Regions from separate parts of the Sus scrofa genome. Here region 2 is linked to region 1. The links are chromatin contacts, called in public HiChIP or PLAC-seq maps. All regions are on one chromosome and are shown on one strand. The core of a region is the stretch at or near the end of the contact, and the rest is flanking DNA. Distances in the headings are between cores, read along the strand shown.

What was found. HiChIP or PLAC-seq counts read pairs in DNA pulled down with a chosen protein or histone mark.
Region 2: a contact with region 1 is called in an H3K27ac HiChIP or PLAC-seq map of alveolar macrophages. The contact joins two enhancer-like sites. A contact is called at or near these places in 1 of 5 promoter capture datasets (liver) and 2 of 2 datasets of contacts at active chromatin or transcription factors (alveolar macrophages and skeletal muscle).

Annotation. Positions count from the first base shown.
Region 1 is chr11:76,934,809-76,940,783 of Sscrofa11.1, reverse strand. All of the region lies in intron 2 of COL4A1 (collagen alpha-1(IV) chain), which reads left to right. Among named protein-coding and RNA genes, the nearest start is that of COL4A2, 59 kb to the left of the region's middle. Within about 2 kb of position 2,698, at least 21 of the 83 cell types and tissues checked have an H3K27ac peak or open chromatin away from gene starts, as enhancers often do. A contact at or near this core is called in alveolar macrophages, where this site is marked.
Region 2 is chr11:77,172,822-77,178,796 of Sscrofa11.1, reverse strand. The region is part of intron 1 of RAB20 (ras-related protein Rab-20); the gene reads left to right. Among named protein-coding and RNA genes, the nearest start is that of RAB20, 13 kb to the left of the region's middle. Within about 2 kb of position 3,291, at least 3 of the 83 cell types and tissues checked have an H3K27ac peak or open chromatin away from gene starts, as enhancers often do. A contact at or near this core is called in alveolar macrophages, where this site is marked.

The sequences.
Region 1 (5,975 bases), core at 1,449-3,948:
GGACCAGGGCGTGACTCCTTCTCCTGCCCTGGCCTGCCCGGGGCTGATGGAGTAGACCTTTGAAATTCAGCAAGTTCCACCTTACGGAAAAATGTCTCACTTCTTTTCAGCCATTTGCTGTAGCACCAATGTTATTCTTTAAGAAAAAAATAGGGAGTTCCTGTCGTGGCGCAGTGGTTAACGAATCCGACTAGGAACCACGAGGTTGCGGGTTCGATCCCTGACCTCGCTCAGTGGGTTAAGGATCCCGCGTTGCCGTGAACTGTGGTGTAGACCGCAGACGTGGCCTGGATCCTGCGTTGCTGTGGCTGTGGTATAGGCTGGCGGCCGCAGCTCCGATTCGACCCCTAGCCTGGGAACCTCCATATGCCATGGGTGCGGCCCCAGAAAAGACAAAAAGACAAAACAAAACAAAAAAGGCTGACAGTGGGTGGCGCCAGCCTCACCCGGAGGGCTGTGGGGGAAGTGAAGTTGGTGGAGGCATCTCCATGCCTTTCACGACCCGCGTGGTCTCCACACACTGTGAGGCCCCTCCTCGGGGAGCTGTTGCAGCCAGTTCCGGGGAGCATGCTCGGGAGCAGAGGCGAGTACGTGCCCACACCGCAGGCACTCCTTGGGGGGCGTCTGTCTAACTTGATCACACACATCCGCAGCCGCGCTAACCAAGAACGCGTTCGAACCACGCAGCGGGGCTCTTCAGACGTCACACGTGGGACACGAAGACCTGTGTCAACCCCGCTTGCTTTTCTTGTAACTTAAAGCGTCAGGTTTGGAGCCCGGCAGGCCGAGCGGGCGTTTCTCGCTCGGAAAGAGAGCGAGTCCGTTCCACCCACTTTCTTTCTCTTTTTTTGTCTTTTTAGGGCTGCACCCATGGCATATGGAGGTTCCCAGGCTAGGGGTCGAATGGGAGCTGCCGCTACAGGCCTACACCACAACCATAGCAACGCCGGATCCCTAACTCACTGAGTGAGGCCAGGGATCGAACCCGCGTCCTTGTGGTTCGCTACTGCTGAGCCACAACCGGAGCTCCCCCACCAACTTTCTCGATTTCCACTCCCTCCGAGGCCGAAGGCCCAGTGGCTCCCCAATGGCTCTGGTGCTCCTCAGACCTCCTGTCCTGTCCCTGTGTCTTCCAGCCCGATTCATTTACTGTTCGCCCCCCATCTACCCACTGTCTCTAACAAGGTGGATTTATCCTGGAGTGTGTAGTTCTCTGAACGTTTGTGGTTGCCTTCATGACCTGGTGACAGCTCGTCAGCGACCTGGCCCACGTTAGTTCAGAGCTGGTGACACATCTTTAAAGAAGGCAGGTCACATCTCACTCCCCCCGCTCCCCCCGCCCCAGGAAAGGGTCTTAGAGTCCCTTTTCAAATCCGAGCATTGAGGGAACCTGGCTATGGCTGCCGGTGCACAGCTGAGGCCAGGCCTGCGCTTTTCAGGACACGGGAACACGCCCTGTAGGCCTGCCCCCTGCTTTGGGCCACGGGAGGCTGAGCCGGGAAGGTGGAGGAGACAGAGTATTGAGACATGAGCCCTTAGACAGGGCCGCCTTCTCGTGAGGAAGGCTTGGGCCCGCCTCCCACTGCGGCCAACCTTGGCCTTGAAGCTGGAAAGAACTCCCCTTGGGCCTGGGCTGGCAGGTGTGGAGTCCTGTTCTTCCCACCGCCAAGCCTCCGGAAGGTTCCCTGGCAAGTGGATCCAACATCCGAGACCCAGGGCCTCTGGGATCCTTCGTGGCTTGACCTCGCTCCATCTCCACCACGGCCCGCTTTGGGTTTTGAACGTTATTTAAAAATGAAGACTGTTCACAGTATAACACGGGCAAGCTTCAGCTTCAACCCTTCTGAGTTCGTGTTTTAAAAGCTGTAATTATCGCATGGATTCAGAAGGCCTCTTGAAATTCAGGGGAATAGCTGCATGATTTGGTATTGCATCCTTTTCACAGAAATCAGAGCTCCGTCCTTCCTCCCTTGGAGCAGCAGTATTTCAGGCCCCGTGGTTCACATAGCATGAGGCGGGAAGAGCGCCTTCCTGCTGCTGAAAGGAAATTTTAAACTTCCACCCATTGTCTTGGACGTGATGTTGAAACAATCAGTTTAACGATGGGAAACTCCCAGAGCTTTTGACGGAGCTGGCCCTTCAGATCTGCTTCCATTTCTCTCATCCCAAGGTCAGATAACAAAGAAATGTATTCTTGGCTGGCACGTCAGCAGGAGAAATTGGTTTTCCTCTCGGCCCCCCCATCCCCAGGCGAGCTCTAGCCATGCTCCTCAGGCGCACACGCTAAACTAAAGGAAGGGTCGAGCATCCAGTGCTCCAGACACAGGCCTGCTTCTGAGCTACTGACCAGTGTTTCCAGTTTTCACAGGCTTTATTCTGCTCTTCTCCGAAATCTAACAGTTCAGTGAATTTTGACTTGTTTTAAAACATAGGATAGTAGAAGCCACCTAGCTCCCAGAGAGTTCAAGTTACACAACTGGGACAGAGTGTCAGCTGCCTTGAGAAATTTGGAAATCATTGTTTCTGAGACATGTCCCCTTGAGAAACACTTTAGCGTGTTGGCTATTCAGAATTCGCCAGTGGAAGTTGGCAGAGCTCCGGGATAAATTGCCAAATCCCTTTTGGCGGAGGCCTCCCTTCCGTGGAGATATGATTAATTGCTAGAACGTCTTATAGTCTCCACACATCATGAGTAAATGTCAGTGCCGTAGGTCCTCAGTCGTTTGATAACCCACAGCGAGCAGTATAACACGAGGCATCTTGTTCTGGGTTCACGCGTTGGCGTCACGAGCGTTTGCGGGCTGGCAGTCTTTGTTGAGCTGTTGGTGTTCCCCCTGCCCTGGCCGGCCGTGCGGATCTTCAGATGCTTTCTCTAGGTAGCTCATTTGGGTTTGTGCACGTGGTTTTGTGTCTCTCCGGAGCGCTCAGCGATGCGGGAATGTGATCCGCTGACGCTGAGTGGGGTGTGGAAGGCTTGCCTACTCAGAAAAAGCCAAAAGTTAAGCTCTTCTTTTGCTCAATAACCTGATTTTCGCAACTATTTGCGGTAGGAGGAAATGGAAGTTACTCCCAGGAGTTACTCTGCCACAGGCTTGGGAAGGAACCATTCAGACTTTTCCCACAAGAGGCCTTTCCAGTATTTTGACAACAGGGGCCCATATATATGTAAAGCGATTGTTCCAGAGTCTAGGACCCTGCAGTGTCCAAAAAAAGGGAAGCTTCAAGTTACCTAGGGAGGTGAGAGAGCTGCACAGGAAAGAAGTCACAGGCAGAGAGGCAGTGACCAGCCGAGAAAACAGGTGTTATTCTGAGAAGGCAGTGACCCTGGAGGCCCAAGAGCATAAATAAAGGGCCAGCCTCCTGGATGGGGTAGGATTCGGGCGTGGCACGTGCTCCCTCATTCTTCAGCCTCGCCTGGGGATGGGGTAGAGGATCGGGGCACTGGTCACACGTCTGCATGATGGTAGGCGCTGGCTTGAACTGCACCGATCAGAGGAAACAGCTCCTGTGGGCAGGTGAGAAATGCCAGCGAACTCTGAAGGTAAATTAACAGAAAAGCTAAGCGTCAATGAGTTACAGCACATCCATGGAATGAAATACTCTTTACACCTGCAAAAATAAGGTAGACTGATTGATACATAATGATCTGGGGAAATCGCCAAGATTTTCATCTTTGGCAAAGTGATGAAAAAGCAAGCTGCAAAGGCACTGTATAATATGATTGCCTTTGCGGTTTAAAAACTATATGTGTATAGGAGTTCCTGTCATGGCGCAGCCAAAATGAATCCGACTAGGAACCGTGAGGTTGTGGGTTCAATCTCTGGCCTTGCTTAGTGGGTTAAGGATCCGGCATTGCTGTGAGCTGTGGCGTAGGCCGGCAACTACCCCTAGCCAGGGAACCTCCATTTGCCCTGAAAAGACAAAAGATAAATAAATAAGTAAATAAATAAATAAAAACGGGAAAAAGAAAAAATGCCAGCGAAGCAGAGGTTTGAGAGTCCCTAGTGGAAGTGAGTCTTGAGTGGGTCTTTCCCAAGCCTCAGTCCGGACTGTTGTATTTCTAAGGAATGATGAGAACCGCGTGGGTATCTCGTCCTTCTCAGAGCACCTGCACCTGCGGGTACCCGGAGCCTGGCCCGCGCCGGGTGGAGCGAGAGCCTGTTCTCCTGCTGTCTACTAATTAGACCATCTGTAAATCACAGCTCTCTGCTCGCACCCGCTCATCAGATGGCGCGGTCCCAGACTGCGTTCAAAGCAGAGAGCTTTGAACATGGAAGTACTGTCTTTTTGTCCAAAACACGTTCCTCTTCTGACTTGAAAGGGCTGGTGGAGTCTGGCCAACCTGCAGTGACGCCGTTCATGGCCCCGGAAACCTGGGCTGCGGCTCACCTGGCCGTTGACCGCCTGGGTGTAGTTGACTCTTTCCATAGACCTCCCACGTCAGGCCTCCTGGGTAAGCCTGTCTGTCCACATCTTATGTTAGATCATAACCTCTGCTTCCACACGGCCGGTCCCGGCCAGGGCAGAAGCATCCCGGCTCTGGGGGCTCAGCCAGACCAGCAGGGCTTTCTCAGGGGTTACTCTGAGGGGTAGGAACCAAGTATTCTCAGTGCCCTTTCCCCAAGGTCACGCGAAAGAGGGACGCGCGTGTGCGGAGAAGTCCGTAAATCTAATCGTGTCTAAACACAGGAGGAGAGGCTGCCTTTTCCCGCCTGCCTGACTGTGCGCCGTTGCACATTTTCCACGGGGGCCGCCGTCGCCAGAGTCCCTGCGGTGCCTGGGGAGCAGTTTAGGCTTCACCTGCCGTCTCACGTCCTGGCTGTTTTGGGGCCGTATTGCAATAAGCGTCAAAAATGCCGGGGATCTCACCTTCCTTTTAACGTAAAGACTCTTACCTCCTCCAAGATCGTAAATATTGAGACTTCTTAGTCGCCATTAAATCTCAAGTAAAATTCCTTTTTGAGTCGGGGGCTATATTTTATTACCATTTTTTGAGAATTCAGTAGCCTTCAATGTATACAGAAGTTTATTTCGTGGCTCTTTTAATTTACACATGGAAATTAAAGAGAGTGCATCATATGTTGCACTTTATGTATCGACTGGCTTTTCTCTTTTCACATTGTTCTTAGAATCTGTGTAGAAGTGATGTGTGAGACCTCAAGGATTCCTAAAGAACAAGTTTATCTTTCTGTTATTTTTTTATTAGAACATTGAATGTTTCTTTCCCATAAATTTACCCATTGTTCCAAATGTTAAAAGTGTCATGTTTCTTCTTAGAGATTTCATTTTTTTTCTGAAGTCAATGAAAGGGAATAATTTGGTGTCAACTCCTTGAAACTTTGGAAAATTAACTGATTTGGATGAATAAATAAGGAATGACTAATAATAACAACAACTTATTTACTAAGCGCTGCCTCTGTGAAAGGCGCCACACCAAGTCTGAATTACTGAGGCTTTCAAAATCGAGTAGGTTTCAAAAGAATTGTCATTTTCTTACTTCTAAGCTGTTCAGTATATAAAGTCGAAACAGAAAAAAGCTCTGCTTACTGGATGTCACATATTAGGAGGTTTATTTAATAAAATTAAGATTTGTGTAGTATATTTGAAACTACCTGTGTTATTTTTTTAGAGCATGGTTGATTTACAGTGTTGTGTTAATAATTTCTGCTGTACGGCATAGTGACCGAGTCATACGTATACACACATATATATATATTTTTTTTTTCTGATACCCTCCTCCATCATGGTCCACCCGCAGAGACTGGATAGAGTTCCCTGTGCTGTACTTGTGCTATTTTTGGGACCCATGGAACCCTTTATTTTCGAGCATCCCCAAGGCGCAGGAGCATCCAGCTCAGCCTCTCCCCAAGGATGCTCCCCGGACCACCTTGAAGATGGCCTTGGCTGTCCCCTCTGGGATGGAACCCAGAAGCACGTTCCAAGGACACCACGTCAGGGACCTGAGCTGGGGTCAG
Region 2 (5,975 bases), core at 2,042-4,541, 240 kb before region 1:
AGCATCTGCCTTTCACAGACCAGGAAGCTAAGTCCCAGGGGGCCCTGGGTGCCCAGGAGCCTGGATTTGAGGTCGGCTTTTCGGCGCCTTTAGCAGGCCCCTTTCCACCCTTCCCAGCCTGCGTGGGTGCCCTGCCACTTAACTTTGTGCCTCCACGTGCAGAGGGCCTCCCTGCCGTGGGACACTGTCCACGGAGACCAGGCCGAGGTGAGGACGGAGTGCCAGACAGAACAGAACCGAAGAGGGAGGCAGCACAGCAGGGGGCGGCCGGGAGCGTGAGGCCCACCCCTGGCCCCCCAGGCCCTCTGAGCAGGGCTGGGCCCCTGGGTGTTTCTGGATGACCAATTATTAGCGTTTGCATTTATAGCTTTTGCTCCGGGGGCCTGTGCTGGAGGGACTGCCAGGTTATCTCAAGTTACCTCAGGTTACCTCTGCGTTTGGAAAGCGGGTACGGGGCTGGGGCCTCACTTTCCCCTTGGTTCCTGATGCTCCTTCATGTTTCCCGCTGTGGAAGGGCTGTGTTTCCACCGAGGACCGAACTCCGGCACCCAGAGGCCCCGTCCTGGGCACAGGCCTGGCCGAAGGAGGCGGCCCAGGCGCTGTGGGTGGGTGCCAGCGCCGTGTCTGGGGGGCCAGGCCAGCCTCAGGACAGAGGGAGAGCCCTTGACTGGCCAGAGCGTTGGTTGGGAAGAAATGCTTTGTGGGTTTTTTGTGGTTTTTTTTTTTTTTGGTGGGGAAACAAAAGACCTTGTCTTCCTAAGATGCTCTGGGGTGTGTTTGTAGAACTAGGGCTGCGGGCAGGGCCGGGAGGGGACGGCGAGCCTGCTGGGCCCAGGCCTCCCGTCCACCCACCTGCAGGCTCAGGACTTTTCCCTCCCCCGATGGTCCTTTGCCCTCTGATGTGAGCTGCCTTTCGCCCGCAGGGTAAGAACTCACGGAGGCCTTGGGAGCGTCTGCCTGTTTCAAGGCCCCTCTGAAGAGCAGACCTTCCGCAGGGGCGCCTGGGCTGGCACATCTGCCGGCGGCTCCAGGGCACTTCTCCTCGGCTCCGTGTGGCCGTGGTCTCTCCTCAGACACACAGCGACCGTGTCCCGGGGACGGGAGAACATGGGGAGGCGCTGTGGCCTCTGCTCTGTCCTTATTTCTGAAAATCAGAAGCGCACTTATTACTCACGCTGGCCAAATGCCCCAGGACTGACTGCGTGGGAGTCCTAGGATTTTATTAAACGTCCCGGCCGTGCAGATTTCCAGAGAGGGCATTTTCTGGAAAGCGTCCCGGTCTAAGCAGCATTTCATAAGTAATGAAATAAAGCTGTTGAAGGCGGTTGTATGGGATGCTGATACGAGAACATCGAATAGTGCTTGAAGCTTAGAATTATGGTATTATCTAATCTCTTAGTCTGCCTTAAATTATTTGAATTATTTAAAACTTTAAAAACATTGGTAGCTCAGTGAACACAGTGTTCAAAGCGCTAATTCGGGAAGACTCACGCACCCAGAGATGGCGGCAACACCACTTCCAGTCGCCAAGCTCTGGGAGCAGCAGAGGAACAGGGGGCAAGATGCAGGATGAAGACGGTGAGCAACTCCTCAGCCACACAAAGGATGACGCTTTGCCCTTCGCGACAACACGGGTGGGTCTGGAAGGCATTAGGCTACGCGAAGTCAGTCAGAGAAAGGCAAATATTGTATGGTGTCGTGCTTACGTGGAGTCTACAAAATACAACAAACGAGTGAATATAACAAAAAAGAAACAGACCCACAGATACAGAGGGTGAGCGGGAGGTTGCCAGCGGGGAGCCGGCCAGCGGGAGGGCAGCACAGTGGTAGGGCATCAGGAGGTACAGCTGTTTGTATAAAATAAGTGACAAGGGGAGTTCCCATTGTGGTTCAGCGATAACGAGCCCCACTTGTATCCTTGAGGTTGCAGGTTTGACCCCCGGCCTCGCTCAGTGGGTTGAGGATCCGGCGTTGCCGTGAGCTGTGGCGTAGGTTGCAGACACAACTCAGATCCCTCATTGCTGTGGCTGTGGCTGTGGTGCAGGCCGGCCGCTGTAGCTCCCATTCGACTCCTAGCCTGGGAAGCTCCATATGCTGTGGGTACGGCCCTAACAAGACAAAAAAAGAAAGAAAAAAATAAGCTCCAAGGACGTTTTGTACAACATAGGGAATATAGACAATATTTTATAATAACTATAAATGGAGTATAACCTTTAAAAATTGTGAATTTATATGCCTGTAACATGGTTACAGCAGCTCTGCTTCAAGAAGATAAAATAACAAAAGGAGAAACGAGACCACAGTCTTCTAACTAAGTTGCCCAGGTGGCCTTCATTTACTTTCGTGCCCTGCTGACCCATTTCCCTGGTTTTTGTTTTCTTTTTGCTTTTTAGGGCCGCACCCGTGGCATATGGAGGTTCCCAGGCTAGGGGTCCAATCGGAGCTGTAGCTGCTGGCCGACACCACAGCCACAGCAGCGTGGGATCTGAGCTGCGTCTGTGACCTACACCACAGCTCATGGGCAATGCCGGATCCTTCGCCCATTGAGCGAGGCCAGGGATCGAACGCGCATCCTCATGGTTCCGAGTCGGATTGTTCCCGCTGCGCCATGATGGGAGCGCCTCCCTGTTTGTTTTTTGAAAGTTCTTACTTTTTAATTGGGAACAGCCTCGTGGGCATCAAGCGTTCTCATGGTAGATGAATATTTTCACGCCATGGAAGAAGCTCTTTCGTTCCAACCATGCTGACCCGTATTTGAAAGTAAATGCTCGAGAATGAAGCATGGATTTTGCAAGGATGCCTAAATACTGTTTGCATGGACTGATGAGCTGTCCCTCAGCGTCCCGCACAAAATGAGTTGTCTCCTTTACAGCCTCCCCCAACCCAGGCTCCGTCACCAAACCGTAGCTGTTGCTTCCATGGATCTTACTGAATCCTGGGTTAATCCCAACTCTGCATGTGTTTCAACGCCTGTAACCCTCTCCAGGAGCCCAGGGGCAACCAGGGCAGTTGCCCTAAAGCCCCAGATCCGGCCAGGGCAAGGGGCCCTGGGTTTATGCACTTGGTCACCTCACCTCCCTTCACAGAAGTGACACCTGCCCTGGAGAGAGACAAGCCCGGGAGGAACGCTGTGGGCATGATACACAATCACACACACACGAACACACTGCATGTAAGGGGCACCCTGCTTAGTGCCCCTGAGCCGCAGAAGCCTGGCCGCACCGAGGTGGCGGGTCCCAGAAAGGTCCGCCTTGGGCTGGCTCTGTCGCCACAGCGAGGTTAATGCTGGGGGACTGAGTCAGAGGTGAGGGTGTGTGACGGTTCCCTTCCCTCCTGGAAAGGGCAGTCTGGAGTTCCTGTTGTGGCTCCGTGGGTTAAGAACCCGACTAGGATCCATGAGGATGTGGGTTGATCCCTGGCTTCCCTCAGTGGGTTAAGGATCTGGCATTGCCATAAACTGTGGTGTAGGTCCCAGATGTAGTTCCGATTCGATCCCTAGCCTGAGAACTTCCATATGCCGTGGGTGTGGCCCTAAAAAGCAGGACGTAAAATAAAAGGCAGTTTTCAGTCATTTGCACTTTGCCCTCCCTGCACTGTCCTCCGCACGCCCAGGGTCCCTGCGTCTCTGCCCGCGGACGCCTGTGCCCTCTGGGCCTCTTTGAGCCACTGTGGCATCAGTCTTGCTCCCTCCGTAAGTGAGAGAACCTTTAATGTGCATTTATTTTTTTCTCATCTGTTTGAGAGTCACGACTTTACCCTGCAAGTGTCTTTTCACATGTGTCAGAGAGGAACAGCTTGAGAAAGTGCTGGGCCACACCTCCCTCTTGTCCCGACAGAATCAGAACCCCCTTCCCCTCCGTTAAGCCCTCACCATCAGGCATTTCCTTGCCCAGGTGTTCATGTCGCTGTCGGGGTTACGAGCTGCTTATTTCCAGGGGTCCCTGAGCAGCTGTGTGGGGGCTCTGGGCCTCTGCTTCAAGATCTGTGGAACTGCACCGCTCCTGGTGGGGGGGGATGAGGTGTATGTCAGTGTACGTGAGCAGGTGTGTGTGTGTGTGTGTGTGTGCACGTGTGTACCTGTGCACGTGTGCATTTGTGTGCGTATGTGTATCTGTGTGCATATGTTGCATGTATGTGTGTAAACACATGCATGTAAGGGCACACGTGTATGGGTGTGCGTGTGTACACATGTGTGTAGCGTGTATGCGTGTTGTGCACTCCACATGCGTGTTATGAAAGTGTGCAAGCAGGTATTCAATGTGTGTGCACATGCACGTGTGTTTTTTACATGCACGTTGTACATGTGCCTGTGTGTATGCGTGGGTGTGCATGTATGCGTGTGCACGTATGTCTAGCCTGACACTATGCCTGGCACTTGCAGTGACACCTTAGGCACAGCTGTGTCCCTGACTGTCCAGAAGGGAACACTAGCTGGCTTGGTCAGGGGAAGAGGGTTCAGCTGACTGCAGGAAGCGGTGAGGACGCAGGCACAGGGTGTGGGGCGGAGGGCCTTCTGTCTCGCTGGCCGCTTGTCCTAAAACAGGGAAAGCCAGTGGGCTTGGAGGATGCTTTTAATACTTTGTGTGTGTCTGTTGCACCCGTGGCTCCTCTGTGCAGCCTCTGCCTGGGCGGTGAGCATGTGATCCGTATCAGCGGCGGTGTCTGGCTCATTGTGAACAGCCTCCGGCCTGTGGGAGGACACTCTGTCCCCACTTTTCTTGCTTTCTTTTATTTTTCCCTATGGCATATGGAGGTTTCCAGGCTAGGGTTCGAATCGGAGCTATAGTTGCTGGCCTGCACCACAGCCACAGCACCAGGTCTGAGCCACATCTGTGACCTATACCACAGCTCACAGCAACACTGGATCCTTAACCCACTGAGCGAGGCCAGGATCGAACCTGTGTCCTTCTGGTTGCTAGTCGGGTTTGTTATCTCTAAGCCACAACGAGAACTCCTGTCTCCACTGCTCAAAGCCTGTCGACCAGGCAGGTTTACCGGGCCAGGCACCTTCTCTACAGCAATTGCAGAAGCACATTCTGAACCTAATTGACCCCAATCTGATGAACTCTGGTTAGCTACCCCGTGGCCCCAGGTCTCAGCTCCTTGAGTGACAACTCCCACCCTGGCAGTGTTGCCTGCGGCTTTCCTGTGGCTGTACCTGGGCGCCGAGGGCCAGGAAGAAGGCGGCAGGAGGTGACATGCAGATAAGGCCACGCAGGTCTGGGCTGCAGGGCTGGTTGTGTTGCTGCCGCACCTTTCTTGGGATTGGGCACAGCCTGGGCCTGCCTGCTCCATGTCACAGTCACCTTGCTTCTGGTGGCAGGGCCAGGGCCACAGTGTGGGAGCTGGGCCCCTCCCGGACCTTCTCAGGCAGAATCTGCACTGCAACCAGATCGCTAGGCGATTCACAGTGCAGCTGGACCCAGAAGCTCTCTGGGCCTTGCTGCAGCCACGGGGTGTGAGCTGTCATCGTCCTGGAGGGCAGGGGTCAGGCCGTTCAAGTTTTCTGGTGTCCTTGGAAGGCACTATTTTTACATGAAATTGTGTCATCTGTCTGTCTGTGTGTCTATCTGTCTATCATCCAACCATCTTCCTTCCTCCCTCCCTTTTACTTTGCAGATTTTTTTTTTTGTCTTTTGTCTTTTTAGGGCCGTACCCGTGGCATATGGAGGTTCCCAGGCTATGGGTCGAATGGGAGCTGTAGCCTCCAGCCTACACCACAGCAACAGCAATGCCGGATCCGAGCTGAGTTTGCGATCTACACATCAGCTCAGGGCAATGCCAGATCCTTAACCCACTGCTCAAGGCCAGGGATTGAACCCACCACCTCATGGTTCCTAGTTGGATTCGTTTCCACTGCACCACAATGGGAACTCCCTGAATTCTTTTGTGTAGAATATACATAAATTTACCACCTCACGCATTTTAAGGGTACAACTTGGTGGCATTAAGTACCTTCTCGTTGTTGTTTAAGC